Regions from separate parts of the Mus musculus genome. Here region 1 is linked to region 2. Evidence: chromatin contacts called from public HiChIP or PLAC-seq data. All regions are on one chromosome and are shown on one strand. The core of a region is the stretch at or near the end of the contact, and the rest is flanking DNA. Distances in the headings are between cores, read along the strand shown.

Region 1 (5,870 bases), core at 2,180-4,679, 640 kb after region 2:
GGAGAAAGCTCCTCTTTGCCTTCATCTGAGGTCTTAGCCCAAATATCAGATGGTGTCTGTCACTGTTGGAGCCCACACATTGCTCTCTTTGTTTAGGGTTATAGTCTTTGAATTTCGTGAGACAGAGCCAGGGGGCAGGATGCTGTACCTCCTGCAGGTCCAGATCCCCAGGCCTGGCCCATTGCGAGTACCCAGTGCTCAGCAATGGCTCTGCCATCAGGGGCTGTTGCAACCTGGAGATGTGCCTGCAACTGGTTTCTGGTACCCAGCATTGGGCACAAACCTGTGTGGTTTGTCCTTCCCGTCTGTATCTGCTGAATTGCTTTCTAGACCTTTCTGTATCTGGGAGATGTGGTGACAGAAGCCTCTTCCTGTAGGGATGGAATGAAGTACTGAGTGGATGCATGTTGTTGCTATGTCAAAGACCCTAGTGTCTCAGCCCCAGTGTCTCATTGGATCAGAAAAGCCTTCACTGGGAAAGGCCCAGAGCAATGGCGGTATTCCTCTGGTCCATATGTGGATACTGATAGTTTGTGCAGAAAATATCCACTATAGCTTCCCCCCCGCCCGGAAATTTATCATATGAAGACTGCTCCCCTCTTGAGACTGCTCCCCTCTTGAGACTGCTCCCCTCTTGAGACTGCTCCTACTCAGATTAGCTGAACCTGCCTTCTTGTTCATCTATGTGCCGTAACTCTAGCTCCATGCTTAACTATATACACTGCGCTCCGATATGCTGAGGCTTCTCCATTCATCATCCCAGAACACCGATCCCAGCTTTTCTCTATGTCCACGTGTGTGTCTTTTCTTTAGTTCCTCTCTACCCTGGCCAGGTCAATCTCTGGAGCCATGAAATGGTGAGCCACCATACATGTTTGCTTCTGGGGTGCTTGATTTGTTTGTGCCTGCAACACTTGTGGCACATCTGGCAGCCATGAGCGAAGGTTCAAGAGAATCAGGAAAGCCAAGCTGAGCCTTTCTGAGGCTGAAAACCACGGGCCTCTAGGCTGTTGGCCGGGTAACACGACAAACCTTCAGATGTGCTCAGTTTAATTGGGTATCTGGAACAGCACAACACCCCTAATGGGCAGAGCGGCATTAACAAGTCATAGGCTCCAGGGAGATGATGTCTAAGAGAATGAAAACAAGATGAAGTGGGCATCAGCGGTGACCCTGAGTGAACCAGGAGGGAAGAGGTCAGGAGCTCTAGTGAGGCAGGAAAGGAGGCACCCTGAAAGGAGATGGAACCCCAGTGTTATGCAGAAGAGGGCAGACAAGTAGCCTTCCTGGAAAAAGGCCTAAGGGGAGGCTTTTGCTCTGTTCCTTCTGCATTATAAACGCTCCGACCAGACAGCGGGGAGGGGCTCAGCAGTGAGTGCTAGCTCTGAGTTACTCTTGACCAGACAGCGGGGAGGGGGCTCAGCAGTGAGTGCTAGCTCTGAGTTACTCTTGTTGAGATAAAATTGCCCCGACAAAAGCTGATTCATGGAGAAAGGCTTATCTTGGCTTGCAGTCCCAAGAGGATACAGTCCTTCCTGGTGGGAAGACAAGGCTGGGATAGTATCGAGACAGAAACTGGAGGCTGGCTGGTCACATTGTATCCACATTCAGGAATCAGAGAGTAAACAGGAAACAGGACAAAGCCCACTCCAGTGACCCACTTCACAGAAGCGCCACCTCCTAAAGGTTCCACAACCTTCCCAAACAGTGCCACCACTGGCGACCAGGAGTTCAAACATAGCCTAGGGAGGACATTTCCCATAATACCACAACAAGCTCCTCCCTAAGCCCCCAAGATCTGCTCACAGAACCCCTTCTCCTAGCCCAAGATTTGCTTTCTCTACCAAGCTGCCCCCAAGCCAAGAATTTCCTAGACATCCAGTCCTCCAGATCCATGGAAGTCTGAAGTCACTCTGCCCACTTCCAAGAGGCTGAAGTTCTCCCAGATGGCTTAACGGAGTGGGCTGTGCCTCACCTAAATGTGTTGAAGAAGCTATCTGCTCTACCTGCTGACTTTCTCCAGACAATCTCAGCCAAGGTGGCCTCTTAGACTTCCTGGATGCTCAGGATTTTTGCAGCCATTTAAAAGATGTTGTAGAGCTGGGTGGTGGTGGACACACCTTCAATCCCAGCACTCAGGAGGCAGAAGCAGGTGGATCTCTGAGTTTGAGGCCAGCCTGGTCTACAGAGTGAGTTCCAGGACAGCCAAGGCTATACAGAGAAACACTGACTCAGAAAAAAGAAAGTGTGTGTGTGTGTGTGTGTGTGTGTGTGTGTGTGTGTGTGTGTGGTGTGTGTGTGTGTGTGTGTGGTGTGTGGGGTGTGTGTTTGTGTGTGTGGTGTGTGTATGTATGTGTGTGTGTGTGTGTGTGTGTGTGTTTGTGTGTGTATGTGTGTGTGTATACATGCCACAGCATGCCTGAGACTGAGAACAACTTTCAGGAGTCAGTTCCCTCCTTCTATCACATAGGCTTTGGGGATCAAACTCAGGTCATGAGACCTGTCAGCAAATTCCATTCTCTACTGAGCCATCTCACTGGCTTTGCCACCTTATTCTTTGAGACAAGGTTTCTCACTGAGTCTAGAGTTTGCCTATTTGGCTAAATCAACTTGTCAGTTAGCCCCAGGTATCCTCTTGTCTGCAGCTTCTCAGCTCTGGGATCTCAGGTGTAAGGCACCATGCTCTGCTTTTATTTGGGTGCCGGGGTTGCAGACTGGAATTCTCATGGTTTCTCAGCAAGAACTTTACTAACTGAGACATCCATTTAGCCCCCTTTGCAGCCAGTTTAAAAATGTGCTGGGAGCTAATTTACTGATGGTAGGATTACTCCAGTGTTAACGTAAGAGAAAGTACAGTGCCCACCCAGGAACTATCACCAAACGCTCTCTGGGTAAAGCAGGTCACTAAATATTTACACATGACATAAAACATTTTAAAAATCACCCTCCTAATTACTTAACACTTGATAAGGTCTATAATGGGCATGTTTGTATGTATGAATAATCATCTCAGCCATTGTAAATGTTTCTGTGGATACAGTGGTGTCTGCTGGGCAATGGCCCCTCCCTAAGGCTCAGGGATGGCCACAGCTCACAGATACACTCACTCCTGAGACTCACTCCCCAGATGTAATCAGCGCACCCAGGACAACTTGAGGGAGTTGCTCTTTCCTTAAGTGTGGCAAAGAAAATAGAGTGCCCATGGGCTACTTGGGGTGCATAATGAACCATTTGTTGTTTATATGAAATGCAAACCTAACTGGATGTCCTAATTTTTTGTTTACCAAGTCTGGAAGCCCTGGCCTTTGCAGGGCCCCCCAGTGGCTGGTGGGTATAGGAGTGCAAAAGGCTGGGCCTGCCTCAGAGGGACTCCTAAACCACAGATACCAAGTGCTCACCCCAGGTTCTGCTTTTATGACCCAATGAGTCAGTACCAGAGCAGTCCTGGCCATCTGCCTATGATGACGTATTTTTCCTTCAACTCGAGGCTCCCTCACTGGCCATGGAAGAACACTGAGAATCCATGGCACACACAAAGAGTCAAATGCCAAGACTGCTCATGAGAGCAGGCCAGGTGGCAGGCAGTTGACTCCTGTCTCCATGGATTCTGCATCAGTAGATCTTTCTCCTGTATTCAGGAGCTGTAAGACTCCATACATCCTGAAGGTATTTATTTTCTACTTCAGAGCCCTCATAGGACAAACAACCAAGGGACAATGTGCCTTCCTGCTGAACCTTCCCCCATGCAAACTTCTCAGAAAGGCAGCACTGGACAGGAAGGCCATGGACGTGCATCCTGTTGGCCCGCATACCAAACACCCGCCCAGGCGAGAGCACCCTCTTCTCACACACCCAGTTTGAGCCTCACTGGGCCACACACGGGACTTTTGTATGAATGGCAAAAGCTGTGACCTAGGACAGGTCTGAGCACAACCTGCCATGTTCCTTTATCCTTAATTCCATCCTCCACGTGCTTTACTTTATATTTAAATATAAGAATTTCATTAAAACTCTGTGTTGTGATGGGTAGAGGTGGAGCACACCTTTAGTCCCAGCACTAGGGAGGCAGAGGCAGGTGGATTTCTGAGTTCAAGGCCAGCCTGGTCTTCAGAGTGAGTTCCAGGACAGCCAGGGCTACACAGAGAAACCCTGTCTCAAAAATCCCCAAAGAACCAAACAAAAACAAAACAAAGCAACAACAAAAACCGCTGTACTCCTTGCGGGGGATGCATTCCAAGACCCTCGGTGGATGCTTGAAGATCTGGGAGACAAAGGACCCCACTTATCCAATGTTTTTCCCATATACTCATACCTATGATGAACTTTAATTTAGAAATTTGGCATAGTAAGAGATTAACAGTAATAATAACAAAGCAGAGTAATTATAACAATATTCCATGATAAGAGTTCTTTTAAAATATACGGCTCTGCTGTGCCTCACTTCTCCTGTGAGGGGAGGTGATGAGTGCCTGTATCATGAGATGGAGCTAGCAGGTGCCGCTAGGCATCATGGGGCAGTTAGGCTACTGCACAGACGTTACTTGAACATGAGGGGTTTTTTTGTTTTTGTTTTTTTTTTTGGTTTTTGTTTTTGTTTTGTTTTGTTTTGTTTTTGGTTTTTTGAGACAGGGTTTCTCTGTGTAGCCCTGGCTGTCCTGGAACTCACTCTGTAGACCAGGCTGGACTCAAACTCAGAAATCCTCCTGCCTCTGCCTCCCGAGTGCTGGGATTAAAGGCGTGCGCCACCACGCCTGGCTGAACACGAAGTTTTGATATTGTCAATCAACCTGATAATACAGACAGCTTCTAAATGGCTACTGGGCAGGAAGTGAATACACCATATACTGTGCACTACTGTCCAGTAAATAGTGGATACACTTGAGAAAGTATGACTTACAAAAGAGGGATGTGAGGTGTTTCATCTTACTACACAGAACAACATACAATTTTAAGCTTATTTGGGGGGCTGGAGAGATGGCTCAACACTTAAGAGTACATATTGCTCTTGCAAAGGATCAGAGTTCTGTTCCCAGCACCCAGATCGGATGGCTCACAACTGCAGCTCCAGGGGATCCGAGTCTAGACTCTGCCGGCTAGGACTCATGTGTGCACATTCCCAGACACAGATATACATAAGTACCCAATTAAAAGTAAAAAGTAAATCTTTGAACCTTATTATTAACTTGTTTATGGAGTTTTCTGCATAATATCTTTGGACTGCAGTTGGCCACAGGTGAATGAGATTGTAAACCGACACTGCGGGAGGGGGCGTGGCACAGACTTGGCCGTACTGTTGCTGACAAGAGAATGTTCTCAGATCCGGGAAGCTAATAATGTGTAAGGGCAACAGGACCACAGGTCGAGTCAGGGAAGAGCTTGTGGTTGAAGGAGGATCTTAAGGTGGGAGACAGGACAGTATAAGAGGCAGGGTCATGACCTACAGATGTCCCAGCCCTGGGGGCCTGAGAATCGGATGTGGTAAGAAAGGCTTTTCAGATGTGACTTAGCTAGTGACTCGAGATGGTTCTGGATTATCTGTTCGGGCCGATGCTATCAGAAGTGGGCAGGAGAGACAGAGATTATGTGATGGTCAAGCATAGATGAGGGAGGTGCAGAGGCCATCATTGAATATAGGAGGAAGGATGCAGGTACCCAGGAGTTTGGCTGGGCGGAGAAGCTTGACAGGAAAGGAAATGGCTTCTTCTACGGTACCCAGAAGGGGTCAGTCTGTCAACACCTTTATTTTAACCCTCAGAGATCCATTTTAGATTCTAGAACTGTAACCTAAGTGTGTGTTGTTTTAAGCTCTTAGGTTTGTGACAGTTTGTCCTGGTAGCAACACCTCTCATTACACATGGGATGACCTATAG
Region 2 (5,617 bases), core at 540-3,039:
CTAACTCTTACACTCAGTTCTGTGGCTCTGTCTCTAGACAATTAAGATGCATGCATTTAATCAATGTTTACTGGGCATTTCCCAGGAAACTACAACTGTACGACTCCAAGTCCCTAAAGCTCCAGTTTCTCTTCTCATGGTGCTTCTACAGTTTTAGGGATGTATTTTGTAAGTACAATCAGAAGTGTTCTGAAGGAGTTGAACTTCATAGGTCAGCAAGAAGAAAGGGAGAGAGGAAAACTAGTGCTTAAGGTACCTGTGCATCCACCTGGCAGGCCGGCCACACTGTAAGCAGCATCCCCAGGAGCCCTTCCTGCCTCAGCTAATATGAATACATATACTTGTACTAACACTCATCCATTAGCACATCAAAACACAACAGTTTTAGGGCAGATTCGTCTTAAAGTATAATGTGGTAGCTTTTAACAACAACAACAACAACAACAACAACAACAACAAAACATTGAATAAAGACAGACATATGAACAGATCTTAGTTATTACCTTCAAAAAATCATTACTTTCATTAAGAAACTTGGAGAAGTATGACTGGGCCCATCACTTCCTTTGGTCAATAACATGTAAATAACTGCCACTAGAAAAGAACTTCTTGCAAAGGGACAGCTTGATTCCAAGAAAAGTTACACCAAGGGAATCAGCGGCAATCACTAACATCTACCCAGAACCCTTCTTGTTGCAAAGTTAGGCAAACAGTAGATCATAAGAATGAAGACCAAAGTGTGGACACTGTGCCCCTTCTTAGAACTGGGAACAAAACACCCATGGAAGGAGTTACAGAGACAAAGTTTGGAGCTGCGACAAAAGGATGGACCATCTAGAGACTGCCTTATCTAGGGATCCACTCCATAATCAGCTTCCAAACGCTGACACCATTACATACACGAGCAAGATTTTGCTGAAAGGACCCAGATATAGCTGTCCCTTGTGAGACTAGGCAGGGGCCTAGCAAACACAGAAGTGGATGCTCACAGTCAGCTATTGGATGGATCACAGGGCCCCCAATGGAGGAGCTAGAGAAAATACCCAAGGAGCTAAAGGGATCTGCAATCCTATAGGTGGAACAACATTATGAACTAACCAGTACCCCGGAGCTCTTGACTCTAGCTACATATGTATCAAAAGATGGCCTAGTCGGCCATCACTGGAAAGAGAGGCCCATCGGACACACAAACTTTATATGCCCCAGTACAGGGGAACACCAGGGCCAAAAAAATGAGAATGGGTGGGTAGGGAAGTGGGGGGGAGGGTATGGGGGACTTTTGGGATAGCATTGGAAATTTCATTGAGGAAAATACGTAATAAAAAAAAAAAACAGTAGATCATGTGTATGCTCTGCTTTATATGATGTAAGAGTTTGCCAGTGGGTTTGTAGGCAAGCAGAGCTAGTACCACATGCTCTGTAGAACCCCAAACACAAGTCAATAATTGTAGGAAATGGCAGTGTTAGCTAGGAGGTACCCAGCTATCAGGCAGGCCTGGAAAAGTGGCTACTACTATTTTCTTTTTTAAAAATTAAAAGTTACTTTATTTACACACACACACACACACACACACACACACACACACACACACACACACAGAGTAAATGCCAAAGTGCCAAAGAACGATTTTGGGGAGTCTGTTCTTCCACTTTTATGTGGGTTCTAGGAATTGATTTTGGGCCATTAGGTTTTTGTAGCAAAAGTGTTTATCCACTGAGTCACACACACTATTTGCTCCTTTTGTAACTGTTGAGAAAGGGTCTCACTATGTAGCCTTGGCCAGCCTGGATCACCCTATGTCAGTGGTTCTCAACCTGTGGGTCTCAACTAAGACCATTGGCAAACACAGATATTTACATTATGATTCATAACTAGAAAATTACAGTTATGATGAAGTAGCAATGAAATAATTTCATGGTTGGGGATCATCATACCATGAGGAACTGTATTAAAGTGTCACAGCATTAGGAAGGTTGAAAACCACTGCCCTGTGTAGACCAAGCTGATCTTCAACTCAGACATTCAGCCTATGTCTCTGACTCTGGATTGCTAGAATTAAAGCTGTATGCCAACACCCAGCACTTTTTAATTAAAAGTTTGTTTGTTTGTTTATTATTACCATGTCTTTGTGGGTGCACATGCCACAGTGAATATATGGAGGTAGAGGACAACTTTGTAGATTCTGTTTTCTTTTTACATTTTTATGTGGGAGTTTTAGGTATTGAACTTGCTGGATCACCAAGCTTATACCCTCTTGCTAGCCTTGAGGTTAAAGAGATCAAACTACACATCCTTTGGGTGTCTGTAACACATAGAAAGATTAGTGAGCCAACTCTAGAGGAAGGGCCACAAACCACTTTCATTGAAGGAGTTCTGGCCAGTTGTTCCTATATAGACAGTCTACTCTTGGTCCCCAGAGCCTATGTGGCATATCTGAAGATAGTGAGCCTGCTTCTGTCCTGAGACTCATGCAGTGCACCTGAGACAAGGAGTCTACTTCTTCTATTTGGGAGTCAGGGCCCCATTTCTTTGATTTGCAAAGGAGGCCATGCTTTTCCTGAGGATCTACTCTCACCCTACCATTAGGCTTTGCAAAATCCAAGTTTATGCTTGGGGTTGAGAGAACCCAAAGTTAGATCAATTCCCTCTCTCACTTCTCTGTGTACCTTTGGCTGTCCTGGAACTCACTCTGTAAACCAGACTGGCCTCAAACTCACAGGATCTGCCTGCCTCTGCCTCCGCATGTTGGGATTAAAGATGTGTGTTACCACCACCCAGAGTGTAGCCAGTTTTCTTAACCACCAAGCCACTGTTTCAGCTCCCACTATGAAATCCTTTCTTTGTATGTTTTTTTTTTTGTTGTTTTTTGTTTTTGGTTTTGTTTTTTTTTTGAGATAGGGTTTCAATGTAGCCCTGGCTGTCCTGAAACTCAATACATAGACCAGGCTAACCTCAAACTTATAGGTATCCAACTGCCTTGCCTCCCAAGTGCTGGGAGGTGTACATCACTATATCTGACCATTATTAGATTGTAAAGTGAATACTTTTGTAGCAATCATCTGCCCCAAGGCAATGCTGGGGAATTTGCATATCTTGAATCTGTCAGAGTGTACCTTAAGTTTTTGCAGGACACTGGTCCATGCTATTCTGCTGTCCACAAAGCTACACATATTAGGGTACACACACACACACTCTGATATATACATACATATACATACCCACTCCCCCAAGTTCTCTAGGCTGCCTTCAGTTACCACCTCAAGAGAAGGTGTGCTTAGAACCAGATAGTCAAGAGGAAGTTAGACTTGGGGGTAATGTTAACAGCTAACAGATGAAGTTATAGATTAACTCATCATTGCCATTAGTTGGTTAATGTACAATTCACAGGTAACTTTACAAGTTCTGGCCCAAGTTCAGAGTTTAAAAAGCAGAATGCTCACATGCATTCAAATTTTAAAATCTCTCTCTCTCTCTCTCTCTCTCTCTCTCTCTCTCTCTCACACACACACACACACACACACACACACACACACACACACACACACACACACACACAGAGGAGGGGGCGCTGCCTGACCTACAATATGGATGGATAGATCTTAAACAAGGATACTGAGTTAAAGAGCCAAGATTAAACTTATACTGGGGTAGCAAAATGGCTCAGTAAATCAAGACACTTTCAATAAGCCTGACATCTTAAGTTACACACACACACACACACACACACACACACACACACACACACACACACACACACACGATTCCATATGGAATTCTATACAATGCAAATTAATTTATACTTGGAGAATCAGTGGTCTAGCAGCTGGGAAGGAATGCATAGAAGAAGGAGATTTCAAAGGGAGAACGTAGGGAACTTTTGGTGTGCCAGGTTATGGTTTTGTAGGTGTGTGTATAGGTCAGATTTCAGAGGACAACATGCAGGAATCTGTTCTCTCCTTCCACCATGTGTACCCTGAGAATTCAACAGAAGGCATCAGGCTTGACAGTGAGCACTTTTACATGCTAAGCCATCTTGCTGGCCCCTAAAGTTTGTTCTAGATGAAATGGGTGGACAACCCAAAATTAGCCTTTCCCATTACTGCTTAAGAGCAAAACTATTCTGAAACTGATGACATTTGACCATGTGAATGCTGTTCTTAAAAAGACTTATTTACATTTAGTATATATTTGTCTGTATGTGCATGTATGTTTGGAAGGATGCCAATGGAGGGCAGAAGAGGATGTTGAACTGTTGGAAACGCTGGTCCCCTCCAAGAGCAGCGACGTCCTTATCTCCGGTGCTCGCTCTCTAGCGCCAGCTGCTGCTGAGGATGACCTTGACCTACGATCCCCAGGCTTCCACTCTTTTCTTTTTGGTTTGGTTGGGTTTTGTTTTTGAGACAGGATTTCTCTGTGCAGCCCTGGCTGTCCTGGAACTCGTTCTGTAGACCAGGCTGGCCTCCAACTGCCTCTGCCTCCTGAGTGCTGGCATTAAAAGTCATCACTGCTCAGCCAGGATTCGACACTTAGAGTGAGAATGCTATTAATTCTAGATAATAGAAGAAAATTCAAAGTTAGAAAGGGATGATAGCCTGGCGTGGTGGCACACGCCTTTAATCCCAGCACTTGGGAGGCAGAGGCAGGTGGATTTCTTTCCCTTTCTTAATGAAATATTCACTCTGTCTACTTACTTGGGATCTGCTTGCTTCCCAGAGGCCTAGTGGGATCTACACTGCCCTTAAACTTACCCTTCATCCAGATGCATTGGCAGTAGATTTCAGATACTGAGTCAGTTTGAGATATCAAAGGAGGTATTATCTTGCTCAATCTGGGTAATTTTTGAAACTAACTTTGAGTGAGTTCCAGGACAGCCAGGGCTACGCAGAGAAACCCTGTCTCGAAAAACAAACAAACAAACAAACAAACAAAACAAAACAAAACAAGAAAGGGATGATAGCCAGGCATGGTAGATCTTTGAGTTTGAGGCAGTCTACTCTCTCTATAAAGCAAGTTCCAGGACAGTCAGGGATATGCAGAGAAGACCTGCCTTGAAAACAAACAAATGGATACTCAATGGTGTCAAATTGCTTTCTAAATATTTCTGTTTATATCCATAGCATTAGTGTGTGTTCCAGCTTGGTGAGAGAAGTTTCTGTTTGCAGTGGGCAGTGGTTAAGGAAGAGACTCATAACTGGTCAAATCCTGAGAACAAGTGGCTGCTAGGTACTCAGCTCTAAACAGGACATCCACTGTACTACCTCCAAAGCTTAGGAAACACTGTGGAAAAGGAGCAGGGAGAATGGGAAAGCCAGGGATGGGGAGGAGAGCTGCCGGCCAGTGTCTTCTGCTTGTTGGACTGCCACTGCATTCATGAACTCAGAACAGTTGTGGCTATCTGTACAAGACACCACCTCTCTCTGAGGAAAGGAGAATCATATTCTTCTGTGTAAGAGCCAGTAGAAAGTTGCCTTTGTTCAAGCAAATAACCCACCACTCATATTCATGAAGCAATCCTAATTAAGTGCATACACACAAACATACAAGTGGGGGACTTATTGGGGGAAGAGCTCCGTATGAGGGGAAAAAGGGATAACAGAAGACAATGGGGAGGGAAAC

The links. HiChIP or PLAC-seq counts read pairs in DNA pulled down with a chosen protein or histone mark.
Region 1: a FOXA1 HiChIP or PLAC-seq map of pancreatic cancer cells shows a contact between it and region 2. The contact joins two enhancer-like sites. A contact is called at or near these places in 5 of 39 promoter capture datasets (the 3T3-L1 cell line, frontonasal cranial neural crest, hippocampal neurons and 1 more), 1 of 115 datasets of contacts at active chromatin or transcription factors (pancreatic cancer cells) and 1 of 9 other capture datasets (adipose tissue).

Annotation. Positions count from the first base shown.
Region 1 is chr11:5,941,917-5,947,786 of GRCm38.p6, forward strand. It overlaps a transcript of Gck not described here. Among named protein-coding and RNA genes, the nearest start is that of Ykt6, 11 kb to the right of the region's middle. Within about 2 kb of position 3,430, at least 18 of the 459 cell types and tissues checked have an H3K27ac peak or open chromatin away from gene starts, as enhancers often do. A contact at or near this core is called in pancreatic cancer cells, where this site is marked.
Region 2 is chr11:5,302,897-5,308,513 of GRCm38.p6, forward strand. The region is part of intron 2 of Znrf3 (zinc and ring finger 3); the gene reads right to left. Among named protein-coding and RNA genes, the nearest start is that of Kremen1, 44 kb to the left of the region's middle. Within about 2 kb of position 1,790, at least 18 of the 459 cell types and tissues checked have an H3K27ac peak or open chromatin away from gene starts, as enhancers often do. A contact at or near this core is called in pancreatic cancer cells, where this site is marked.